Linked DNA regions of Mus musculus: region 1 is linked to region 2. The links are chromatin contacts, called in public promoter capture Hi-C maps. All regions are on one chromosome and are shown on one strand. Each heading gives the region's core, a stretch centred on a gene start, on an enhancer-like site or on the middle of the called end of the contact. The rest is flanking DNA. Distances are from core to core; before and after follow the strand shown. Region 1 has its middle 9.1 kb from the start of Sp7. Region 2 overlaps Dip2b (disco interacting protein 2 homolog B).

What was found. Promoter capture Hi-C pulls out the DNA fragments that hold promoters and counts their contacts.
Region 1: a promoter capture Hi-C map of pre-B cells shows a contact between it and region 2, with 4 times the contacts expected there. The contact joins two enhancer-like sites. A contact is called at or near these places in 2 of 39 promoter capture datasets (cranial neural crest and pre-B cells).

The regions. Positions count from the first base shown.
Region 1 is chr15:102,372,245-102,378,537 of GRCm38.p6, forward strand. No RefSeq gene overlaps it. Among named protein-coding and RNA genes, the nearest start is that of Sp7, 9.1 kb to the left of the region's middle. Within about 2 kb of position 4,072, at least 222 of the 459 cell types and tissues checked have an H3K27ac peak or open chromatin away from gene starts, as enhancers often do. A contact at or near this core is called in pre-B cells, where this site is marked.
Region 2 is chr15:100,127,687-100,134,160 of GRCm38.p6, forward strand. Dip2b (disco interacting protein 2 homolog B) reads left to right here. Exons shown (of 38, transcript NM_001159361.2): 3 at 4,216-4,341. Among named protein-coding and RNA genes, the nearest start is that of Dip2b, 92 kb to the left of the region's middle. Within about 2 kb of position 1,700, at least 9 of the 459 cell types and tissues checked have an H3K27ac peak or open chromatin away from gene starts, as enhancers often do. A contact at or near this core is called in pre-B cells, where this site is marked.

The DNA of each region.
Region 1 (6,293 bases), core at 2,822-5,321, 2.2 Mb after region 2:
AGAAGGCACCCAGAGATAGGAAAATGGGAAGACAAAAGGAGCCAGACGCAGGGTCTGAGACTATCATCTCCATTACGAGGAGGGAAAGGATCGTGAGTTCAAGGCCAGCCTGGATGACATGGTAAAAAACACATCTCAAGAAGAAAGGATGCCAGGTGCGCTGGCCTATGGTCGTAATCACAGCACTCAGGAAGCTGAGGCAGGAGGATTGCCACAAGTTCCAGACCATCCTAGGCTCCATACTGAGTTCTGGTCCAATATGAGTTAGGGTGACATCAGACTGAAAAACCAAAATAGACATAAGCCAGACAGTTCCATGGGAAAGGAAGGATACTTGCTGCTAAACGGATACCCTGAGTTTGAACCTCAGAACCCACATGGAAAGAACTGACTCCACGCGCGCACGCGCGTGTGTGTGTGTGTGTGTGTGTGTGTGTGTGTGTGTGTGCTGTTCCACATGCCCCTACCTTATAAAGAAATAAAGGATTTATTTAAAAACAAAACTGGGGGCTGGAGAGATGGCTCAGTGGTTAAGAGCACTGACTGCTCTTCCAGAGGTCCTGAGTTCAAATCCCCAGCAACCACATGGTGGCTCACAACCATCTGTAATGGGATCCGATGCCCTTCTCTGGTGTGTCTGAAGACAGCTACAATGTACTCATAGAAATAAAATAAATAAATAAATCTTTAAAAAACAAAACCACCACCACCAACAAAACCAACAAAACCCAAAAAAGACAAAGACAGGAAAACAGAACATAGACACCCAGTAGGGACACAGAGAAGAGCTGTGAAGAACAGCTGCTAACAACAGAAGAGCAGTAGCTGGAAACCAGAGAAACTTTCCCTGGGTCAAGGGAAGAACTCACTCGTAGGCTTGGGGCTTAGGAGTTGGACACAATCTAGTGCCCCAATCTAGCATTTTGATTTGACGTTGAGGAATCTGGAGCTCAGAGGCAAAGCTGATGGCACAGGAAGGGATAAGGGGGACAAACTCCATCCAGCTTGGAAAAGAAGTCCCCCGCCCCAACAAGTATGCATACACAATACAGGTTTCTCTGACTCCTGGCAGCCACAGGGCTCCAAGTCTTGGTTCTCTCCTTCTCTGAACCTCAGTTTCCTTGGTTGACATCTGAGCCCTGAAATGAAACTGCAGATTTGGGGGAAACAGCTCAGAATCAGAGAGAACGATGACAAGAGAGAGAAGAAGCAAGGACAGAGAGGACCAGGCTGGAAACAGGAGAACATGTGTGTACCCTGTGAACATGTGATGCTACCCTGGGAACATGTGTGTACCCTGTGAACATGTGATGCTACCCTGGGAACATGTGTGTACCCTGTGAACATGTGTGCACCCTGTGAACATGTGTGTACCCTGTGAACATGTGTGCACCCTGGGATCATGTGTGCACCCTGTGAACATGTGTGCACCCTGTGAACATGTGATGCTACCCTGAAAACATGTGTGCACCCTGTGAACATGTGATGCTACCCTATGAACATGTGTGTACCCTGGGAACATGTGTGTACCCTGGGAACATGTGTGTACCCTGGGATCATGTGATGCTACCCTGGTTGGGTTTCCACAGGCCAGTATTGAACAAAGACCCTCTCAGTCTCTGGGGAATGCCCTGGGTAACCCTTCTGCAGCACAGGTATTAAAACTTGGAACAACACAGAGACCCACATGGCCCCTGTGTGAGGACAATATACAAGTTCATGAAGTGTTCCATATTTTATTTTCAGAGAAAAAGTATGCCTCGAAATATGTCACATGAAATATATTAGCATCTTTAGTACTGGAGAGATGGCTCAGTGATAATGAACATACACTGCTCTTTTTTTTTTTTTTGGAGGGGGGTGTTTTGAGTCAGGGTTTCTCAGTATAGCCCTGACTGTCCTGGAACTCACTTTGTAGACCAGGCTGGCCTCGAACTCAGAAATCCGCCTGCCACTGCCTCTCGAGTGCTGGGATTAAAGGCATGTGCCACTGCGTCCAGCTGCTACATTCCAATCTTTAACTAACTTCCTCTCTCTCTCTCTCTCTCTCTCTCTCTCTCTCTCTCTCTCTCTCTCTCTCTCTCTCATGTCAGGGGATTAAACTCAGGATCTTCTACATGCTGAATAGGCAGAGCCCTGCTCTAGTTGCTCTAGTTGTTAGGATCACAGCTATATGAGAGATATAGGGTAAGTCTACAGAGAGTTGACTCACTCAGCAAACACCTACTTTATGCAGAGCACACAGAGCTAGGCACACAGGTCTGCAACCATAAACATGACTGATCCAGTTCTGTGCCTCACAAACTATCCTGTAACTAACAAAAAGAGGAAGCCTTTTAATTAAAGCAAGTAGTGTGTGCTACAGGAGACAGAATTGATCTAAGTCAGTAGTGGAAGGCTAGAAGAAAACCATATAAAGAAACCAAAAAAGCTGAAGGTGGTCCTAGCACTTAGGAGGCTGAGGTAGAGGGAGTGCGGTGCCATGAGTTTAAAACTAGCCAGAGCTACATAGTAAGATTCTACCAGAGGAAAGAAGGAAGAAAATGGAAGGAGACGAGGGAGGTATGAAGGAAGGAAGGAAGGAAGGAAGGAAGGAAGGAAGGAAGGAAGGGAAGAAGGAAGGAAGGAAGGAAGGAAGGCTCAAGGCTCAATAAAAATAAGACTTGGTCTGGCGGGGTGAGGTTGAACACACTGGCAATTACGACAATTGGGACAGAAGGCAGAAAGGCAAGAGAATTGTGAATTCCAGGTCAGGCAGCTATATCCCGACATTCCGTCCTCCAAGAAAACAACAACAAAATAGAAATATTGCAAATGCACATTGTTCCAGGGTAAGAAGAGTTAGCACCTCTGTGCATATGACTGGAGCATAGGGTGAAGGCTGAACCAGGCCTCGTGGAATGGGCCTGTATTCCCAGCTACTCCAGAGACTGCGGGCTACTCAAGAGCCCACGGCCAGCATAGGCAATTTAGTGAAGCTCTGCCACACACACAAAGGGGATGTGGGGGTTGGATTCTGTAGACAGTGGTAGAGTGTTTCACAAGCATAGATCCCAGGAGTTCCACCCCAGAACATGAGAGAGAAAGTGGGGGTGGGAAATGTCTCATCAGCTATGCAAGGTATGTGACCTTAATCCCCAGGACAACATATAGAAATGTTTGTATATTAAAAAGATAGCCCTGGCTGCAAAGATGAGCATGAAAGGGGGTCTTAGAGCCCGACAGTTCTGTGTCTGTCAGCCATTTAGTATGGTGCAAGCTTGGGCAAACTGTTTAACCTAGGATTCCTCTTCTGTAGAAAGGAGAAACAAGACAGTCATCTCTCAAGGTTGTTATAATGATTTGAAACTGTGCACAGTGCTCAGTGGGTAAAGATACCTGCCATCGTGCCAGGGGACCTGAATTCTATCCCTGTGACCTACAAGGTAAAAGGATAGCACTGACTCCTGACCTCCACCACATATGCATTGTGACACACACACACATACACACACACACACACACACACACACACTCAAAAGCAATTTGGTTTATTTGGTTTTTTGAGAAAGGGTTTCACTGTGAGCCCTGGCTGTCCTGGAACTCACTCTGTAGACCAGGTTGGCTTCAAACTCACAGAGATCTTCCTGCCTCTGCCTTTGAGCTCTGGGGCTAAAGGTATGGGCCACTACGGCCTGGCTAATTTTTTAAAACCCACAAAAATTAGAAATGTATGCTGGACCACCCACTCGATGCTAGACATCAATCACAGGGTCTCACACAAACTACATAAGCGCTCTACCACTAAACTACACCTATAACTACCACTGGACTACACCTATAATATAACTAAACTACACCTATAACTACTACCAGACTACACTTATAACTACTACCAGACTACACTTATAACTACCACTGGACTACACCTCTATCCCTTAACTATAAACAGTATCCACCGCTTAGTACTTGCTTCATACATGATACGTGTTAGTTCATCACAGGTTGCTGGAGGACAAAACTGGAGATGAGGATGGCAATTGGTGTCATCACACCAAGCCAGAGGTCAAAGTGTACGGGGTGGAAAGGAGAGCCAGCCTCACAGGAAAAATGAGCAGGCATGCAGGTTTTAAAGTTCAGTGCTGAGAATAGCTCTGGATAGTCAGTGGCTCTGCTCAGCATTGAGGAAGGGGCCAGTGCAGTATCTGAGCGTTTTCTCTCAGCATTCTAGCAGGAAGCCCCTGAATGGCTGGGGTGCCTCTAAAGAACTATTTTCCTACCCTTTGACACTCGCCCCTGCTTCTCCCATTCCGTCCTTTTCTCCTCTACTTAGAAACTTTCCCCGCTGCCCTTGTCAATGAGAGTCCGCCATCGCGCCCATCTCCACCCTCCTCCTCCATCTCAGTCAGACATCCCTCCCCTCCCCTGCATTTCAAAGCATCAAAGCACTGTTCGACTTTTTCCAAGAGGAGGCTCGAAGCAAGGCGTACAGTGAAAGTATAAGCCTCCAGCTAAAGCTGAGAAACAGAGCGGGCAGAGGGACAATGAACATAGTGAGGTCTGGGCTGGGGCATCTCCACCGCTTACGCTGGCCACCTGGGACCTCTTGCATGCCTCAGTGTCCCGGTGCTGCTGGCAGGCAAGGGGCGGGCCGGCTGGGGGCGGGGCGGGGCGCAGGCGGGGCCGGCCGGGCCAGGCGCCCGGGCAGGAGGCAGCTGCATATCTGCGGTCCCGACCACAATTGCTGGGAGTCGCGTCCCGGAGACTGGCGGCGCTGACTCTGCCCGCTGCGGCCGCCGCGCCGATTAGAGCCCGAGAGGGAGCGCCAACCCCGGGGAGGGGGGCGATGGCGGGGAAGCGCTGGTGCCCCTTGGCCTCCATCCTAGCCAACACCCCCAATGCCAAGTCGGGTCTTTCTCTGCCTCCCTTATAAACTTAGCCTCCCAGCCTTGGCTTTCTCCAAACTGGATCTAAAGCTAGTGCTTTGGGACCCTGCAACAACCTGAGGAAGTTGACATCCTGTTGACCTTTCCCTCTTCCCCAGCACCCAAAAAAGAGGACTCAGAACCTCAGGATAAGCGTTCTCGGGCAAAAGCAGATCGAAGAAGGAGCCTGAGACGCCAGAGGACAAGCATTCCGAGGCCAGAGCACCCCCTGCTGGCTGGCTCTGAGTCCCTGCCCCTCCCCCTCCAGCTGTGACCTCCAGCTGTGGTGGTTGGGAAGAGCTGGCTTCTTTGATCTAGAAGCGTGGCCACCCCCTCCAGGCGCCCCATTAACCTCCATTATCCCAATTAGGCATCCCTCCCAGTCCTGGACATGAGCTTCAAAGCCCCTTCAATGCGGAGAGGAGAGGGGCTGACTCTTTAGCCCCTCACCAAGCCAAGTCATTTTCAGGCAATACCCAGGTATCCTGGTCCCAGCTGGCATTCATGGTAGGTAATAGAACTATAAAAAGGATTCGAGAGAATAAAAAGGGAAAGGGACCCTATTTTCCAAGTTCCCAGTTTTGCATTAAATGATTGAGGTGGTAGCATCCAGGATCCTGGCTGACCTGAGATTCCCATCAACTTATTCAGCTTTATCCCATCCAGAGAGGAGCCAAGAGCCACCCTCCTCCATCCTTAATCCTATCGCAACACTCCCTCCCCTCCTCCTTCCTGTAACAATTTCCGCTGGGGGAGCCCAAGCCGGGTTCAGCACAGTGGCCGCTTCCTGGAACATTTTCCTGTATCCGAAACCGCGGCTCCCTCCCCAGGGACCCACTGATCAAGGCCAGATGGGAGCAGGGATGGGGGTGGAAGCAAAGGAGCCAGGCTCTCCCCATCACCCCCCTCCCAACACATTTGCACACCACAGGGAGCCCCTGCCCTGACACACAGACTGACATAGGCACACACCACATGCCACAGTCATACACTCATGGGCATTCGTGGCGACACAGGAACCACAGGCTGAGTCTTAGAAAGTCAACACACCCACAGATATCACCACATGCTATCTCCACCCCACCCCATCCCCGTCTAACTTCTTGGTCCTTTTTTGCTTCGTGAGGAGACTTTAGAGATCCAAAAATAACGGGATACCACCCTAGGAAGGTATTAGATTGCTTCTCTGAGGGCACCTCCTAGCTGGTTCCATTATAGAAATGCAGGGTATCCATCCACTAAGTTTATATATGACAGCCAAAATCAAAGAGAGCAAAGAGGAGCAGTTCTCTGATTCCTGAGGAAGAACAAACATTAGGCTGACTCTCAAGGACAGGCAGGAAATCAAGAAACCTCCCTGGTGACAGGCCTCTCTTCCTCCCTCTTTGC
Region 2 (6,474 bases), core at 450-2,949:
GAAACATAATTTGGTTTGATAGACCATAGCTTTTAGTTTTAAGAGAATCAATATCACTTTCATTTTCTTCCTTGGTATTCCCTTAATGTTCTATCATGAACAGCTGGTTTCATGTGCAGCAAAAGCTTTAGCTGTACACAGTAGTACACACCTGCAATCCCAGCACTCTGCAGCCAGCCTGTCTCAGTGCAGTACCTAGAAATCAAAGTCGATAAGTTTATAGTGACAGATTGTTCAGGAAGATGAGCTCCTGGCCTGCACTAAGTTCTGCTAGATTCACTGTTCTTCCTGGAAGTCTGATTTACTCTTGGTTTTTATTTTACAACTTCTTTTTATAATTACTTGTTTGTTTAGTGTGTATGTGTGTGTGTTTGCACGCACATGTATGCACACAAGAGCACCTGTACCACAGAGTATGTGGATCACAGGACAACTTGCAGAAGTCATTTCTCTCCTTCTGCCATGTGGGCCTTGGAAATTGGACTCTGGCTCTGAGGTATGGTGGCTACTGAGCCATCTTGCTGATGCTTTTGTTGTCTTTGTAGCCCAGGATGATCTCAAACTCACAGCAGTCCTCCTGCTTCAGCCTCCTGAATGCTAAAAAGATAGTTGTGGGCCAACTTTCATGGCTGCTTTTACAATGTCTTGTCAAGTTGGAGCAGATGCACTACACACGCAAACTGAGTTTATTCTGACATAAATCTATGTTTGTATGACATGTGCTGGGTATACTTACTGAAACTGTAAATAGAACGTCTGGGTTGATTTCTGACAAATTAAAGTATGTCGATTGTCACAGTTTTAGACGTAGAGGAAATGGGATGGCTTAGAAGCTTGGATTCCTATGAAGACAGAGACATGCCCATTACTCAGAAGAGAGCTGTGTGGGCTTTGTTTCTGGTGCCCATTCACTTGTGCTCTGGCCCGTACACCCGCTGACCCCATTTTCATTAGAAGGCTTTCTCTGTGTATGTTTCCTTTTCCTGTGATGACCTGTAGCTGATTTTGATTCCGAGTGGAGATATGTGCTCTTTCCAGGTCTTTCCCAGATTTATGCCTGCCACCTTTTTTTGTTTTTGTTTTTGTTTTTGTTTTCGAGACAGGGTTTCTCTGTGTAGCCCTGGGTGTCCTGGAACTCTGTAGACCAGGCTGGCCTTGAACATAGAAATCTGCCTGCCTCTGCCTCCCGAGTGCTGGGATTAAAGGCGTGTGCCACCACTGCCCGGCTTGCCTGTCACTTCTTCGTGGCAATGTTTTATCTTCACTTACATTATTTTTCTCCTTTTAAATTAGTTACATCAAAAAAACATAAAGCAGAAACATATTTGAGAAAGATATTTAAAAATACTTAGATTTGAATGTCTCCTCTTTTAAGTAAGAATTTGCAGTCCTTTTTAACATTTAAAACATTAAGTACACAGTTTGGAAAGATCATGTTCCTTTGAGTGATTTGTTATGCTGTTTGATCAGTACAAGAAACAGCAATAGATGATACATCTGTAGTTTTATATAGCCTCTCCAAAAAAGAAAGAAAAGAAAGACAAACAAACAAACAAACAAACAATCCAACTTAAACAAAATCCCCAAGCCAACAGGAACCTGTTGGAAGGATCAGTGTGCCACCTGAAACCGTTTTCCCTGTGCATATTCACAACGTAGCTCATGCGTGCTAATGTGATTTCCTTCCTGTATTTATCATCTGACTTTAAAAATAAAAATAGCTGCTTTCTATTTTTTGTTCTCTATTTAAAGTTGGTTGGACTGTATTTCAAGTACTTTCTCAGGCAAGTGGCTTTTGCAGCCTTTTCCATGATGGACAGTGGTGTGGAGCTGGGCCTGGGGGTTGGGTGTTTTCCCTCCGTCTGACTACTGACTCTGAGTCCCAAAGCATTAGATGCTCCTGACCTAACGTGCTAATCCCCATCACTTTCCTTTTTAAAGGTCTTGGGAGATTTCCGGTAGTCCTGTTTATAGCCTTTTGTTTGAGAACCGGCAGAGGTAGGCCAACCAGAGTCTGCCAAGCTCTGCAGCTTCCAGCCTGCTAGCCCATGTCTCCCTCCTCTGTTAAAGGGGCAGGGGGACTGGCTCTGCAGGCTTATTTCACAGAATGAGACATGAAATGAAACTTGTATGTGCTTTCGTTTTGTTTTTTTTTGTTTTTGTTTGTTTTTTTGTTTGTTTGTTTGTTTGTTTTTGAGACAGGGTTTCTCTGTGTAGCCCTGGCTGTCCTGGAACTCACTTTGTAGACCAGGCTGGTCTTGAACTCAGAAGTGCGCCTGCCTCTGCCTCCCAAGTGCTGGGATTAAAGACGTGCGCCACCACCGCCTGGCTTGTATGTGCTTTCAGACGCAAAGATTTAAATGTTGATTTTATTATTGTGGGTTAGGGGTTGGAAAAGGTTTTCTGTACAGGGACAGTTGGGCTTTAGGCTTCAACAACTTATAGTCTGTGTCATAGCTACTCAGTTCTGCCTGGACAGCATGACAACAGCTGTAGACACTGCAAGTGACTACTCCTGCTATCTTAGTTCGGGTCTTACTGCTGTGAACAGACACCATGACCAAGGCAACTCTTATAAGGACAACATCTATTTGGGGCTGGCTTACTGGTTCAGAGGTTCAGTCCATTATCATCAGTGGGGATCATGGCAGGCATGGTACAGGAGGAGCTGAGAGTTCTACATCTTCATCTGAAGGCTGCTAGAGGTCACTGGCTTCCAGTCAGCTAGGACAAGGATCTTAAAGCCCATACCTATAGTGGCACACCACCTATAGTGACACACCTACTCCAACAAAGGCCACACCTTCTAATAGTGCCACTCCTTGGGCCAAGCATATTCAAACCACCACACCTTATATCCCAATAAGTCTGTTTGTGATAACAGGCTGTGAGTCACCATGGTAGCAGTACACTCTAATCCTAAGTAGCTCTTGGAAAGATTAGGAGTTCAATGCCAGCTTCACCTGCATAGCAGGTTCATGCCAGGAAGACATGAGACTCTGTCTCAAAAAGCAAAAGAAAAGAAAAATCAGTATAGCTTGGTTTGGTGGTACACTCTGATCTTGGAACTGAAAAAGCTGAGATGAAAGAATTCCAGATTTTAGGCAACTGTGGGCTACACCAAGACCCTGTCTTAAAACAAAACAAAATCCAGGTGATAAGTATAGTAGGCCCAGGAGCTATAGTCTGTTGATCTCTGTTGAAGAAGATGTGGAGAAAATATTAAGAATTTTAGACAGCCAGGTGGTGGTGGTGCATGCCTTTAATCCCAGCACTTGGAAGGCAGAGTCAGGGAGATCTCTGTGAGTTTGAGGCTGGCCTGGTCTACAGAGTGAGCTCCAGGACAGCCAGGGATATAGAGAAACCTTGTCTCAAAAAACTAAACTTAAAATCAAACAAAAACAAACAAACAAACCAACCCCCACAGCTCTTATATGAAGTGGATTATTGAGAATCTAGGTTGACTGAAAGGTCAGTTTACAGTCTTAGACGCTTAAAAACTCTCTGCCTGTGTGCAGTGTTAAAGGGCGATAACTGAGAGTAGAAGAGGGCAGCTGGGAGTCAGGATCCCGAGACCAGATGAGCCTGAGTGGGGCTGCAGCATACCCGAACTGTAACACACTCTGAGTATATTAGACAGGACAGACTTACAGTCCACAGCTGTGTCTTGCTCTGTTCAGCAACAGGAACCGTTAAGGAACATCTTTAGACATATCCTAAAAGATTCTCCCTCCCCTCCACTTGTCTCAAATACAAAGAATCTAGACTTGGAAATGTAGCTCAGTAGTTGAACAGTACCTTGCTCAGGTAAGACCTGAGTTTGAGCCTCAGCACTGCAGGGGGTTGGGTAGGACAAAAAGAAACAAAAAACAAAACAAAACAAAAAACCCCAAACCCAAACCAAACAGCAAAAGCACACAGCCTTGTTATGTTTTGTGTAACTGTTTGGTGGGTCAGTTCCAAGGATGACTTTGTACACGCTGAATGTCTTCCTGTTTCTTTGCTATCAGACTATTGACAGTTCCAGCTATAAGGTAATGTTTGTGGCCTGTGGCCTTCACAGCTACATTATGTGCCTACCTTAACCTCTAACTGTTTACTGTAGATGGGGGATGAGAACTACTTTCAGCTGTTGTAAGAATGCCCAAAGTGTCCAGAACATATCATCTCCCGTTGTTGCTATTGGATAACCGTCTTCCAAACTTCCTCTTTTAGAAACTGATTCCATAGGACAAAAAGAAAGAAACCAAACTCCTGCTCCCACGGCAGCTCAGACTTCTGCTCCTTCCAAGTATCACCGTTCACGTTCTGGAGGTGCGAGAGATGAGAGATACCGATCAGGTGAGAAGGAATTGTAGTTTTCCTGCCTGCATTGTGAACTGTGTGTTCTGGGCAGTGTGAACCATGTGTCCTAGGCAATGTGAACCATGTGTCCTAGGCAGTGTGAACTATGCATCCTGGGCTGTGTGAACCATGTGTTCTGGGCAGTGTGAACCATGTGTTCTGGGCAGTGTGAACCATGTGTCCTGGGAAGTGTGAACTATGCATCCTGAGCTGTGTGAACTATATGTCCTGGGCAGTGTGAACCATGTATCCTGGGCAGTGTGAACTGTGTATCCTAGGCAGTGTGAACTATGCATCCTGGGCTGTGTGAACCATTTGTCCTGGGCAGTGTGAACTGTGTGGTTTGGGCAGTATGAACTGTGTGGTTTGGGCAGTGTGAACTGTGTGGTTTGGGCAGTGTGAACCGTGTTTCCTGAGCCCTCATGTTTGATGTGCTGCTTCCCCTTGAGCCAGGAGATAGTGTTCATTCATTCGGCAGTGTATCTAGTACCTACTGAACTTATCCAGAGAGTTTGTTTGTTGCCAAGCAACCCTGATTTCCGAGTTATCACTGTCACCTTTTGAGGTTTATTCCAGTTCAGCAGTGTGCTGTAACCAAGCAGGAAGGTTTGGGCATTCATAATTCTTATTTCTAGCCTTCTGGAAGCTTTTGTTTCCTCCCCTGGGTTTTCGTTCTTTCTTGACATGTTTGTTAATAGACTATGATAAAATAGTTAAGGAACCAAGGAGCTGATTCTCTACATTCTGTGTCCAATAGGATTGCATATTGAAAGGACTTTGTGAACTTACTGGGTGATAGAAAGTTTTGACTTTATCTCGCAGAAACCCATTTGTGATCTCCAGGCCCTGCCGTGCTCTCAGAATCCCCAGCTGTTAGAAAGCATAGTTTGTGAATCGGGTACTTGGTAAATGCACGGCAGTGTTAAGAGCTGAATGGTCAGGCTGGTATTTATCTCACTGGGACTTTGTGGGAGGGAGGAAATTAGCCAGAAAAAAGGCAAGCAAGGAGGGAAGAAAAGGTGATTGACGAAAGAATCTCTGGGGCTCAGTGGCTACACGCACTTGCTGCCCTGCAGAGGACCTGGATTGATTCTCAACTCACATCTCATGGCTCGTAACAGCCTGTAGCTATAGATCCAGCGGATCTGACCCCATTCTTCTGGCCTCCCAGGGCACCCACCACACACATATATGCAAACACACAACACAAAACACAAAAGTAAAATGAATCTTTTCTTTTTTTTAATCTCTGAAGGGCTGGAGAGATGGCTCAATGGTTAAGAGCATTTGTTGCTCTTCCAGAGGACCCAATTTCAATTCTCAGCACTCACATGGCAGCTTACAACGATCTATAACACTGGTCCAAGGGGATCAGGTACCCTCATCTGGCCTCCAGTGGCATACACGTGCATGAATGTGGCAAAACACCCATATACATAAAATAAATAGCTTTTTTTTTTTAAAGCACCTTCCTAACATTAAAAAGAAATCTCCACAAATATCAAGAGCTGAGAGAGTGTTGTGACATTGTCATAGGGAACGTAAAACGGAAGTGAGCAGAGCACGTAGACGTGGACTGTTGTTTTCAATATATTGGGAATTGTTTAACTGTATAGCCATGGAAACTCTGAGCACATTGGAGAATTCTGGCATCCCTGAAACCAACAGCAACTGCTGATGGGGGCGGGGAGCGGGGGAGACAGGAGAGGAAGGGAGAGAATGGAAGGGAAACTTCCATTCTTTATCTGTAGTGATGGGAAGGGTCGAACTGCCTGCCACGTGCAGAGCAGCTCAAGAGCAGAAGTAAAACTTGCAACTCAGTCAAGTGGTGGGTGCTCAGAAAGGGTTGATAATCCAATGCTGGTAGGAGTGGCTGAGTACAAGTTCTTATTTGGCACGGGCTTATTAGCACCTGTGACATTCAGTCACAACGCTAGCCTTTCTGCTAATGTTTCAGGTATAATTGTAAGAGCTTATGTTTTCAGAGTTTTTTTTTATGTGATTGGGTGTTTTGATTGCATGTATGTATATAGATCATGTGTGCCTAGTGTCTGTGGGGCCCAGAAAAGGGTATTGGATGCTTGGAACTGGAGTTATAGACCATCGTGAGTTGACGTGTTGGTGCTGGAA